Regions from separate parts of the Gasterosteus aculeatus genome. Here region 2 is linked to region 1. Evidence: chromatin contacts called from public Hi-C data. All regions are on one chromosome and are shown on one strand. Each heading gives the region's core, a stretch centred on a gene start, on an enhancer-like site or on the middle of the called end of the contact. The rest is flanking DNA. Distances are from core to core; before and after follow the strand shown.

Evidence for each region. A called contact is a pair of places that touch in the nucleus more often than the background predicts.
Region 2: a contact with region 1 is called in a Hi-C map of skeletal muscle, with 3 times the contacts expected there. The contact joins two enhancer-like sites. A contact is called at or near these places in 3 of 6 Hi-C or Micro-C datasets (skeletal muscle and tail fin).

What each region holds. Positions count from the first base shown.
Region 1 is chr16:6,329,341-6,334,489 of fGasAcu3.hap1.1, forward strand. igfbp2b (insulin-like growth factor binding protein 2b) reads left to right here. Exons shown (of 4, transcript XM_040201924.2): 2 at 1-9; 3 at 3,229-3,369. Among protein-coding and RNA genes, the nearest start is that of LOC144388722, 9.6 kb to the left of the region's middle. Within about 2 kb of position 2,706, at least 1 of the 9 cell types and tissues checked has open chromatin away from gene starts, as enhancers often do.
Region 2 is chr16:6,519,569-6,524,717 of fGasAcu3.hap1.1, forward strand. No RefSeq gene overlaps it. Among protein-coding and RNA genes, the nearest start is that of LOC144388724, 18 kb to the right of the region's middle. Within about 2 kb of position 1,988, at least 1 of the 9 cell types and tissues checked has open chromatin away from gene starts, as enhancers often do.

The DNA of each region.
Region 1 (5,149 bases), core at 1,456-3,955:
GTGCTTCAGGTTAGATCCGAATCTAGAAGTTGCACTTCTTTAATTAAAGGTTTGTTGTACCGTCTTGTGGGATGAATTGAAACATTTAAGAGGTTCCAGCCAAAATGGATTTCCACCCTTGTTGTCTGGATCTGAAAGATACTTTTCTAAATATAAATACAACACCCAAACATATCTGCACTATGACACCAATGACACATGCATGGGCTATACGTTAGAATACATGGCCTCTACAGGCATAGCAGCAGATATTAAAATCAAATTTAAGTGCAGGGTGATTTAGCATAAACTCAACTCCCTAAAAACGATTTGCTTCCTCCAGCAGCAGCATCGCTTGTGTTCACGTTCTGCGTTCGTTGCAAAGCGAAGCAGCGACTGAGGGTCAACAAGGTGCCGTGCGAGCACCACTGACTGGTACGGTGGTGCCCTCCTCTGGGCACTCTTTCACTCAAACAGGCATACGCACGTGCACACAGTCGGTTTTGCATTCATCGCCTGGGTGACTTGCCCTGACCTCACCCTCAAAGACATCCTGCCTAAATCCCTCAACTCGTTGCTGTTGTCGATGACATTTCAGAATATCGCCCTGATAGAATAAGCCTTTAAAATAAGAAGACATGATGCAACCACGTTGATGATATGCTGATAATGGAGCCATGTGAAATGCTATTCATAAAATGGCACAATAATTTGACTACAGATATTTATACTCGTATATCAACTTGAAAATCATGATTGCGTTCCGCTTTAAAGCGGTAATGCGCTTTGTGCTTTTATTGACGCTTTTCCAATGATGTATGAAAAGAAAGAAGTTTCGAAGTTTCGATAATCGGCATCTTCCTGTTGGAAAGTAAAGTTGTTGTTTTGCCCTCCACAGCGGAATGTGTGTTGGCAGTTTGATGCAGTCTAAAGAACACCCCCTCCACCCTACCCCACCCCAACCCCCACCCCATTCTTTAACACTCACTCAACATTTCACAGTCTAAAACGCAGCACTACAAAAAGTAAAAACAGTTAAATGGGGCGGCGTACAAACACAGATATTCTCTCTGTCTCATGCAAATGAGCTTGGGCCCCGGGGGAAGAGGTGGGTGGGGAGAGGGGAGGGGAGGGGAAGGGGGGGGGGGGGGGGGGGGCGACACATGTGGAGGCCCATATATGTCTCAGCCTGGCAAACAACCATGTGCATTTGCCCATTTTCTCCCTCACTTAACTCACTCGCTAGCACCGAAAAAAACATAAAACAAAAAAATTCATGAGCGGGAGGGTGCAAAACATTGTCAACATCATTAGAAGCAACAAAGGAGAGAATGCGGTAAAATAAGTTGTGCAGCTGGGCAGGGTGAGCGGCTTCAGGGCATCTGGTTTTCAGCATGGATGCACTTTGTTCCGCTTGTTCTTGTGAGGTCAAATACTGTAGACATAATATTTTGATGTCAGCTTGGTTTCTATCACGTTTGTGGCCTTTATTTACTTAATTATGCGAACACATTTGCTTCAGTTAATTAAAAGTCTCCACCGCATTCATATTATTGTTTTCGCACAGAGGTTTTCTTTTCTTTACTTATTTTCCTCAATCTTTGGCCTTATTAAACCCTTTTTAACACTTTATTTGAGCCATTAAAAAACACAATAAGCATAGAAACCAAGCTAAGCAACTTTTTTCATGAAAAGCAGCATTTTGGAGACTTAATATTTCTCTGAAATCACATGAAATTAATTGGAAATTGTGATGTAAGTCATTGTCATTTTCTGAAAACATGAGTGAAGATATGGGAATGTTATCAGAGACAGGGTTGCAGAGGGAGCTGCTCTAACTGAATGATTTGTTTTTTTAAAGACCCGGGGATGCACATTTAGAAGAAAGTCAGATATTGATTATAAAATGCTCCTCATGTCTGCCTGAGGCTAGCGGCTCAATGCTACATTAGCTTCCAGACACCAAACACACCAGAATCTCCGACCCGGTTCAGTGGCGGACTGACCATTTGGAGCATTCGATTCATTCCTGGCTGAATACCTCTCCTCGATAGTCACTGTATGAGCCTTTAAACGTTTTTAGAAATTGTTGATTTCTGTGCAAAAAGAAGGGAATCCTGCACCTGATGTAAGGTGGTCTTTTTATTCACTACATTTGCTCTCTTCGCTGTTGTTTTATCTTCTTTGGTTTTCCTTTGAGCAACTCATCTATAACGGTTAGGCCTGGAGGTCAGGCTTGTGCTCATGGCACTAAAGCATCAAAGCATCGTTTTTCAGGCCAAGGTCCCCCAAACTGATGGCGAGATGGAGCAGGGACCCCTTATTCTACAGAGTTTGGTCCCCCATCTTTTATTTTTGAGCTTCGCGCTCTTTAGACGTGAGCATGAACGCGATCCGATTGGCTGGTGCCTGTGCTGTCGTATTAGCATGAAAGGTGCCGTGAGTGAAGACGGACGGGGAGACAGAGAGGGAGAATGAATGAGAGAGAGCGAGAGCAATCACAGACTAGGAGAAAGTGTTAAAAGAGTGAGCCGGAGAGAAAAAAAGGAGTGTGCTACTTTTCAGCCAAATGTCCGATAAGGCTCACGGCACACTGAGCCTCCTCTCGTCCGTCTCTCTCATCTTCAGCCAACTAATCACAAGACCGGACCCCTTTGATCCCACCGGCAGCCTGAAACACTGATAGCTGTGTGTTACACTAAAGTCTGTGCTCGTGCTTGTGTGTGTGTGTGTGCACGTGGATACTATACGTGGCCAGTGTTTATGCGACCGTCCGTGCAACAGGAATAGTGTGCGTTGTATTTCCGAACATGCGTCTGCATTAGTGTGTGTCTGCGTAGGACCCTGTGTAGGTGCATGTACGTGTGTGTGCGGCCGTGACCACCTGCTGAGTCTGGCCGCTCACATTGCACTCCACGAGACTCACATCAGTCCCGGCGGAACTTTCCGGTTGCCTTACCTCTTGCCCCTCATACAAATGTTAGCTATAAATGTGTGTATTTGTGACATTTTTACAAGACACACAGCCGTATTTTATTTCTCCTTTCTTTTTATTGAACAGAACACACACATAAAACTTATACCGACTCCATTTAATGTCTTCTGGTGAATCTATTATTTCACTTTTTGTTGAAAGTTAAGTGCTTTTACTCCTGTAAATGTATTTGTACACCTTTTGGACTAAACGCTCAATGGCAATTGTCCCATTTAGCGCGGGTGTCAATCACTTTGTCCCTGCTCGTCCTTCAGAGTGCATGTCAGCAGGAGCTGGACAGCGTCTTGGAGGAGATCTCCAAAATCACCTCTCAGGATAACAGAGGCCCACTGGAGGACCTGTACGTACTGAAACTCCCAAACTGTGACAAACACGGCCTGTACAACCTCAAACAGGTGAGCCATAGACGCACAACTACTCATTCTACCTCTTCATTCTACCTTTTCTACGTTACTCAACTGAACACGGCAGCTGGAACAACATTGCAAACGGGACAGGCAATGTAACTGTCAATAAAAAAACTACATTTTCAGATTGAGGTCACACACTCTTGGAAATAAAGACACATTACTCACAAAAATGTCTTTTATAGATGTGCAGTTCAGAATGACCACTAATAAGACAGAACACCTCAAATGTAATAACTAGTTACGTAGTTACACGAGTGACCTAATCAAAAGTCTTACTATCTAACCCCATTTAGTTCTGGACGAAATAAATCCTACATATGAAGCAGCTTTGTGCATTCCCCCTTATTACATGAGGCCGAGCATCGGCATTCACCGCCAAATAAATAAATCTGTTCCTGTTAACAGCATCTAATAATAGGTAGAGTGAGGCCAATCTATTCAGCGTGCATGGAGGTTTCCCCGCATCAAATGCGTAGTGAGCTAATTTGTCATCACAATGAACGTAGAGAAGCTCGTCAGATTCCTGGACACACCTCATCACTGTTGTGGCAGAAGAGCTTTCGCCTTGGAGGGCAGATGGACAACACCCACTGTGACATCACTCATTTAAGTTTTTTGTTTTTGTTGTGGCGTGTTTCGGAGTTTCGGCCCACGGGGAGCAGTGTGCGGCAGCATTGTCCTGCTCCCCGTGGGAAGGACACTGATGAACGACACTGCTGTTTACTTGACCGTTCTCTTTAAATGATGGATAGGGGATTCTGTTCCGTGCACCTTTTTGTTCGATTCTCCCTTGGATTTCCCCTCCCTTCTCTTTCATTCTCTCTCTCACCCCCCTCCGCCCCACCACTCCCCTCCCAACCCCCCACCTGCCACCACTCCCCTCCCAAAGCCCCCTTTTTCTTTACACCCCCCCCCCCTCTTCCTCACTTCTCTTGGTCTTGCAGGCACGCAAACAGACGCACAGACACACAAATGTGCGTTGAGATGTTGTCATCATGAATGAGGCAAAAGCCTCTGAGCTCAAGGTTACAAGGCAATAAAAACAGTTTGGCGTTCTTCATGGGAAGACTTTTGTTAAGCGGAGGAACGAACTGTGCTTCCGACTGGGGGCCTGAATTTGAATTCTGCACATCCATAGAAATTGGGATGGAGGAAGACAAACAAGGTCACATATCCAGTGTTTCCTTACGGGGGATAGTAGAGCAGAAAAGAAGATTTGAATAGAGGCCACAGTTTCCTAAGGCAGGGCTCTCAACCTCTCAGCCAATTTTCATCACTGGTCACAAACAACAGCATTGTTTCGGACCGGAGTCCTCGGTTCCCAGGGAGGAACACTGTACCTCCTCAACACTCGGCTCCCTTTTGGAGTTGTCCCTCCTTGTCGCGGGGTAATTACTGTAACTGTCACTTTTTTTGTTCTTTCTCATCCAAGGAAGAAAATGAAAAGTCTTTTCTTTTCCCTCCAGCTCTTCATTCTTTTGGCCGTCCCCTCCGCGGCCGCCCCGTGTGCGCGGCGTAAACTGTGTCCACTTCAATTACGACCTCGTTTCTGAGAAGAGGCGGGTGGAGGGGGGAGCGGGGCGGAGGGGGGTAGAGGGGGGGGTCCACTGGCATGCCGCTGTGTGTGTGTTTTTGTTATTGTCTGTGGTGGCATGTGTGGATGTGGATGGGTTGTGAGTAAGGGGCATGACCTGAGGATGGGCTGTTATTGGGCGAGTGTGGTCCCACCCAAGCCATAGCCCTCAATCTCATCCAATAGCCCTCC
Region 2 (5,149 bases), core at 738-3,237, 190 kb after region 1:
AGCGAGCACGCTCACACGCTTGCACAGATACACACACACACACACACACACACACACACAAGCTGATGTTGTGTCAGTTGTCGGTCATTTCATTGTTTTCATTTCTTGCTGCAGTGGCTGTTTATTTTAGCAGGGTATCCTCAGGGAGAAAACAGTGGTCCAGTGAGCTATGGAATCCCAATGGGCTCGTTGTGCTGCCCTTCCTATGTAGCATTGGGGTTTCACTATGTCCTGGACATAAATAACCACAGATGCATAACACAGTGATGTATGCGTCTGCTATAGTGTACACAATGCGTTATCATATACGTGTTGAATTCAGTCATATTGGAGCCATCACGACCAGGATTGACCTTAATTTGAGCCCGGAGGTTTTCTAGTTTGGACTCAGACAACATCAGCAGCCTGCCCAGTTTGTGGCAATGGAAAGAATGTGCTAATGAATAACTTGATAAGTGTAAAAACTGTGATAAACGATTTGGGATACGCAGCATACGGAGGAGGGGGTTTATATGCTCTAAGGCATGATCGACATGCAGTAGGGAGGGCTGTGGAGGATGCCGGGGAACGTAGGGTTGGAGACATGTTTGTACTCAGCTACCGGACCAGGCGGCGATCAGAGTCTTGATATTTTGGAGGCCAGATGAGAAGTTCAGTGTTTGCTTTCCTGCTGGGAAACCAATGTGCCCATATCTTCTCCTCACCTTCCGAATCAAACTATAGTATTCAAATCAGGAGAGACAAGTGAATGATAAATATTTAACATTTATTATGCTGGATGATGCTTTCATTAGTTACACTGAATTTATTTGGCACTTGAACTCAAGGAGGGAACTTTACAGATGATGTCTTATGAGCCGTCAAAAGGTTAAGTAGTTTCTTTGACAAACCCTGCACTATAACTAGAGAATATGATCATGGAGGAATACATTTTAGGATGAATTGATTGATGGAGGTTGATTTGTAATGTCAGTTTTACAGCTAGTTAGTCATCAATTTAAAGTATTGGATATAAAGATTAGATGCTGTTTTAATGAGACACACTCAAAAACACAAATTCAACTTCACAATTGCACAAGAGGAGAAGTCAGAGGACCGCCAACAGCCAGGACCAATTTATTTGGCCACTGCAGGGATTGGTCCTAAATTTCATGGAAAATTCCAAACAAATCCAAATTATGAACATGTTGGCGTAAAGAAAAAGTAAAGCCGTAGCCAGTACGAGTCATCGTCTGGGCATCACAAAATATCCAACCAAATTGGCCGGCAATATTTTTGAAAACATTTTAATAGAACTATCGACCAGTGGGTGGTGCAGTAGTTAAATTCAGTGTATCAGCAAAGTCATATTGTGGAGGATGCCCTGTCCCCCCAGGCCCTATGCGGTTGGACCAGATGAGAGGGAGGAGGGGGTTGGCGTTGATGCATTTAAGGCTGCGGGGCAGTGCATGTTGGTGCAGAAGGTCAGAACAATAGGAGGGGGCAAGGGTATGGAGAGCTTTGTAGTTAGTGAGGTTCTAAACATGTGGTGATTAAACTTTACACTTGAAAAAAATCGACATATAAATGCTGATTAATAACGGGGCTTCAGACAAAACTGTATGCTCGCTCTCGAATAAATTCAGCCCAAAAAATCTAATCAACAAGAAGAAACATCGCTTCAAATAATAAAAGAGGTCACAGGTCTTGGGGGTTAATACGCGTAGATTAATCATTGTTCCGCACTGGCCAGGTTCATCAGTCCTTCCTTGTTCTTTGTGTTTTCTTTAGACATTCCTCACTCCAAAGCTGAACACTGCACTTTTCCAGAGCAGGTGCGAGGGGGGTGCTGAGTAGGCTGACATTTTTTGGGGATCTAGGATGACTACTGAATCCCTCCACCGCGGCATCTTGACCTCTTGAATTGAAGCCCTGTCTATGGTAGAGTGCACGGTGCAAGCAGGGGATTGGCGGCCACATGCTACTCATCCACCTGCATACTGACAGGCAGACAGGCCATGTCACAACAATCCCAAACACCCCAGTGCCCCTGCCTAACCTTAGCCAACCCCCTCCCTGGCCCAGCTAACCCCTGCTGACCCCTACGGCCATCTGTTACAGGGTACTGAGATGTGTTGATTGGCCGTGGGGGAGTGGGGTGAGGAGTTGGGCTTGGATAAGGATTGGGGCTCCTGGATTGGTGATGGTTGACCGAGGAGCTTTGCACACTGAGCATTACATGGTTCAAAGAGACACATTGAACCGATTATGCGTAAAACTTTGGTTTTGACACCTGTCTTCTTAAGTGTGTTGCCAGGCACAACAGTTGTAGGAGAGGGAATGGTTGGACGGGCTCATTCTGTTGAAGAGCACGGCAAACATTAACAACAGCTCGGGACGTGTGCTGGCTCACGTTACAGCGTTGCTTCCATCTCTGCCTGCTGTCTTTCTTCACTGGAGCCATCAGTGCGTCCATATAACTCACCAGGAAGATGAGTACTGCCCACTCCACTTTACATACAAACAAACAATCAATCCATTTTCGGAGTTGAATGAAATTATCTTTTCCTACAACCCTTTGCAATCGCTAATCATAAATCTATTTCATAACAGCCTTGTATCACATTCTCAGAAACACATACTGCCGTGTGTTTGACAGAGTACAACGATCTGTTTCATGCAACAAGACTATTCGGTTAAGGTAAGGGAATAAGAGCATGGTTTGTGTTAAAGTAATGAATTAACATCGTACCCTAACAAAATAACATTCTTTGTAATGTAACTACCGTAAAAATGTAAAATTTCTAAGGTCAAGTAATGTAACAGGTTTCTTTTGATTTGCGCATTTCTCGTCACACGCCACCAAATGCAAAAACGATAATGCAACATACTCTCCTCGCTTATTGGAAACATCAGATTTCTTCCCCCAGCCCAATCGTTATAAGAGAGGGGCAGTCCGGCTCTTCAAACCCACTGTGAAGTTACTATGAAGGCTGACCTTTGCCCCTTTGCTTGTGAACTATTTTTATCGGCACGTGCTGTACCGAGTGACCAGAGAGGGGAGGGGCATAAATCATCACAACCATTCCCACCCATGTATTATTTTTTCAGATAATACTGTATGTACTTTTTTCAAGAAACTTGCTCAATACTGTCAAAAGTGAAGAAAATGCCCCAAAGACTTTTCAAATGTGATATTCCTTATTTGCTGTGTTTTTCTTGAGGGGAAATCCCTTTCTACTGTTAGGTGTGCAGCTACTTTCCCTTCCTAGTTGCTTACTCTGTCTTCACTTTGGATAAAAGCAGACAGTGTAAGACCCTGTTGTGCTGGAAACAAGGAGGAAGAGGGAAAACGTGCCATAAAAATCACAACTAAGACCTCAAAAGATTCTCTGACTAAGACCACTGAGTTCACGATAGCTCTCTGATAACCCATATTTGGTTTATATAAAATATTGATCTGTCTATAATAAACCCCCTGAATTCATTTTCCAGAAAGAGTCTTTCATCGAAGCCATTGCATGCCTTTTAGACAGCGTGACATTTTTATTACCGTGTGGTGTGTGTGAGCAATTTCACCTTTGTTATTTATGGAAACGAGACCAAGGCAGAAAGCACCAGAAGGAGAAAAATCCAGGCCGGACATCTATTGGTGCTTTTGCAATAACATCCTGAAGGTTGTATTTTTAGTCAAAGTCTTTGAGTCAGGGACACGAGGCAGCCAGCCCAGGAGGGCCTTTACTATCCAGATGGTGACAGCACTGTGATGGTTTTGCCTTTGAGGCGCCACGATGGAAACATTTGGATTAAGAGTGAGTCACACGTACCGGTCACAGGATGGACAGTCACTCATGCCTCCAGAAAACACACATACAATTTGTACGTCAACGTCAACACAGACAGGAGACTGTAACGCACATTTAGTGTTTAGCTCCTTTCGTACACCATTATGTTTTACTGGGCACAAACATTCACAAACTTTAAACATGCTGCACACACAACTATTTATCTCTTGTGTGTTTTGAACAAGTCATCCTTTTTTATTGTGAAAGAAATAATTGGTGACTTTGATATGATTGGTCAAGATACAGGGATGCATAGCATTTATTGTCAAACTGTAATATGCCTTTAGACCATTGGCATAATGTATTTTATACCGTATTATGTTTGAGTAGGACGAATACTGTACAGTATATACATTTTAATTCGGCTATGAGGGATCATACTCCATCTGGCAAAGTGACTTCTCTGTACATTCAATTGGAGGCAGGAGGCTTCACACTCCAAATGGTGACCAGGTTCTATGTGTGACAGTGGGCAATAGGCTTTAGCAGGAAACAAGACACCTGTTGCTCTGGTGGGATTACCGCAATTGGCTGACCAGTCAAATATTTATTTTCCAGATTTTCACCACCAAAAATATATACCTGCACATTTAAAATACTAATTTTATGAAATGTGCATTTGCTAAGTAGTTTTCACATTGTTTACCCCCACTTCATCTCACTAAGGTGCTATAAAATTTCCATCAAAATCAAGAACTCAGGCTATTGCCAATGTATTCGTCCAGTAGCTCAAGCCTATGGGCCAGTAACTTATAGTGTCAGTCAATAGGTAAAGTTAGCCGATAGCAAGGGTCTTTTTTCAGGCCAAGGAACGCCAAACAAAGGACCGGCGTTTGGTCCACCATCTTATATTTTTGAGCTTTGCCACTCTTTACACGTGAGCATGATGTGTATTTAAAGACAATAAAAAAAATTGTGTTATCAACGAAACATGTTGCAACCCCCCTGCAGCACCCTGTTGAAGACCTCCGGCCTATAGGTAAAAAAAACAACTAAGCTAAGCATAAATCCTGGCCCTCATAAGTGTTAAAGACAAACCCAGATTCAAATGATAATCCCATCCCCCGTCATCCACCCTTTCTGACCATAAATAGACCTCTTTATTTGGCCCATTTCATCATCTTGACCCCTGTAGAGAAAATGTTTTTTCAAGAGTCGTAATTCTATTCCATGGGGTAAAGGAGGTGAAATATTGTAATCCTGCTGACACAAAGCATCATATAGGACCAGGGTTGATGTTAGTTTTTCCCATGAAATAAAGCTGGATTTAAAAGTACATGAACGTTGAAGAAGGAGAGAAGTGGCATTGTGTGACCATTTGCAGA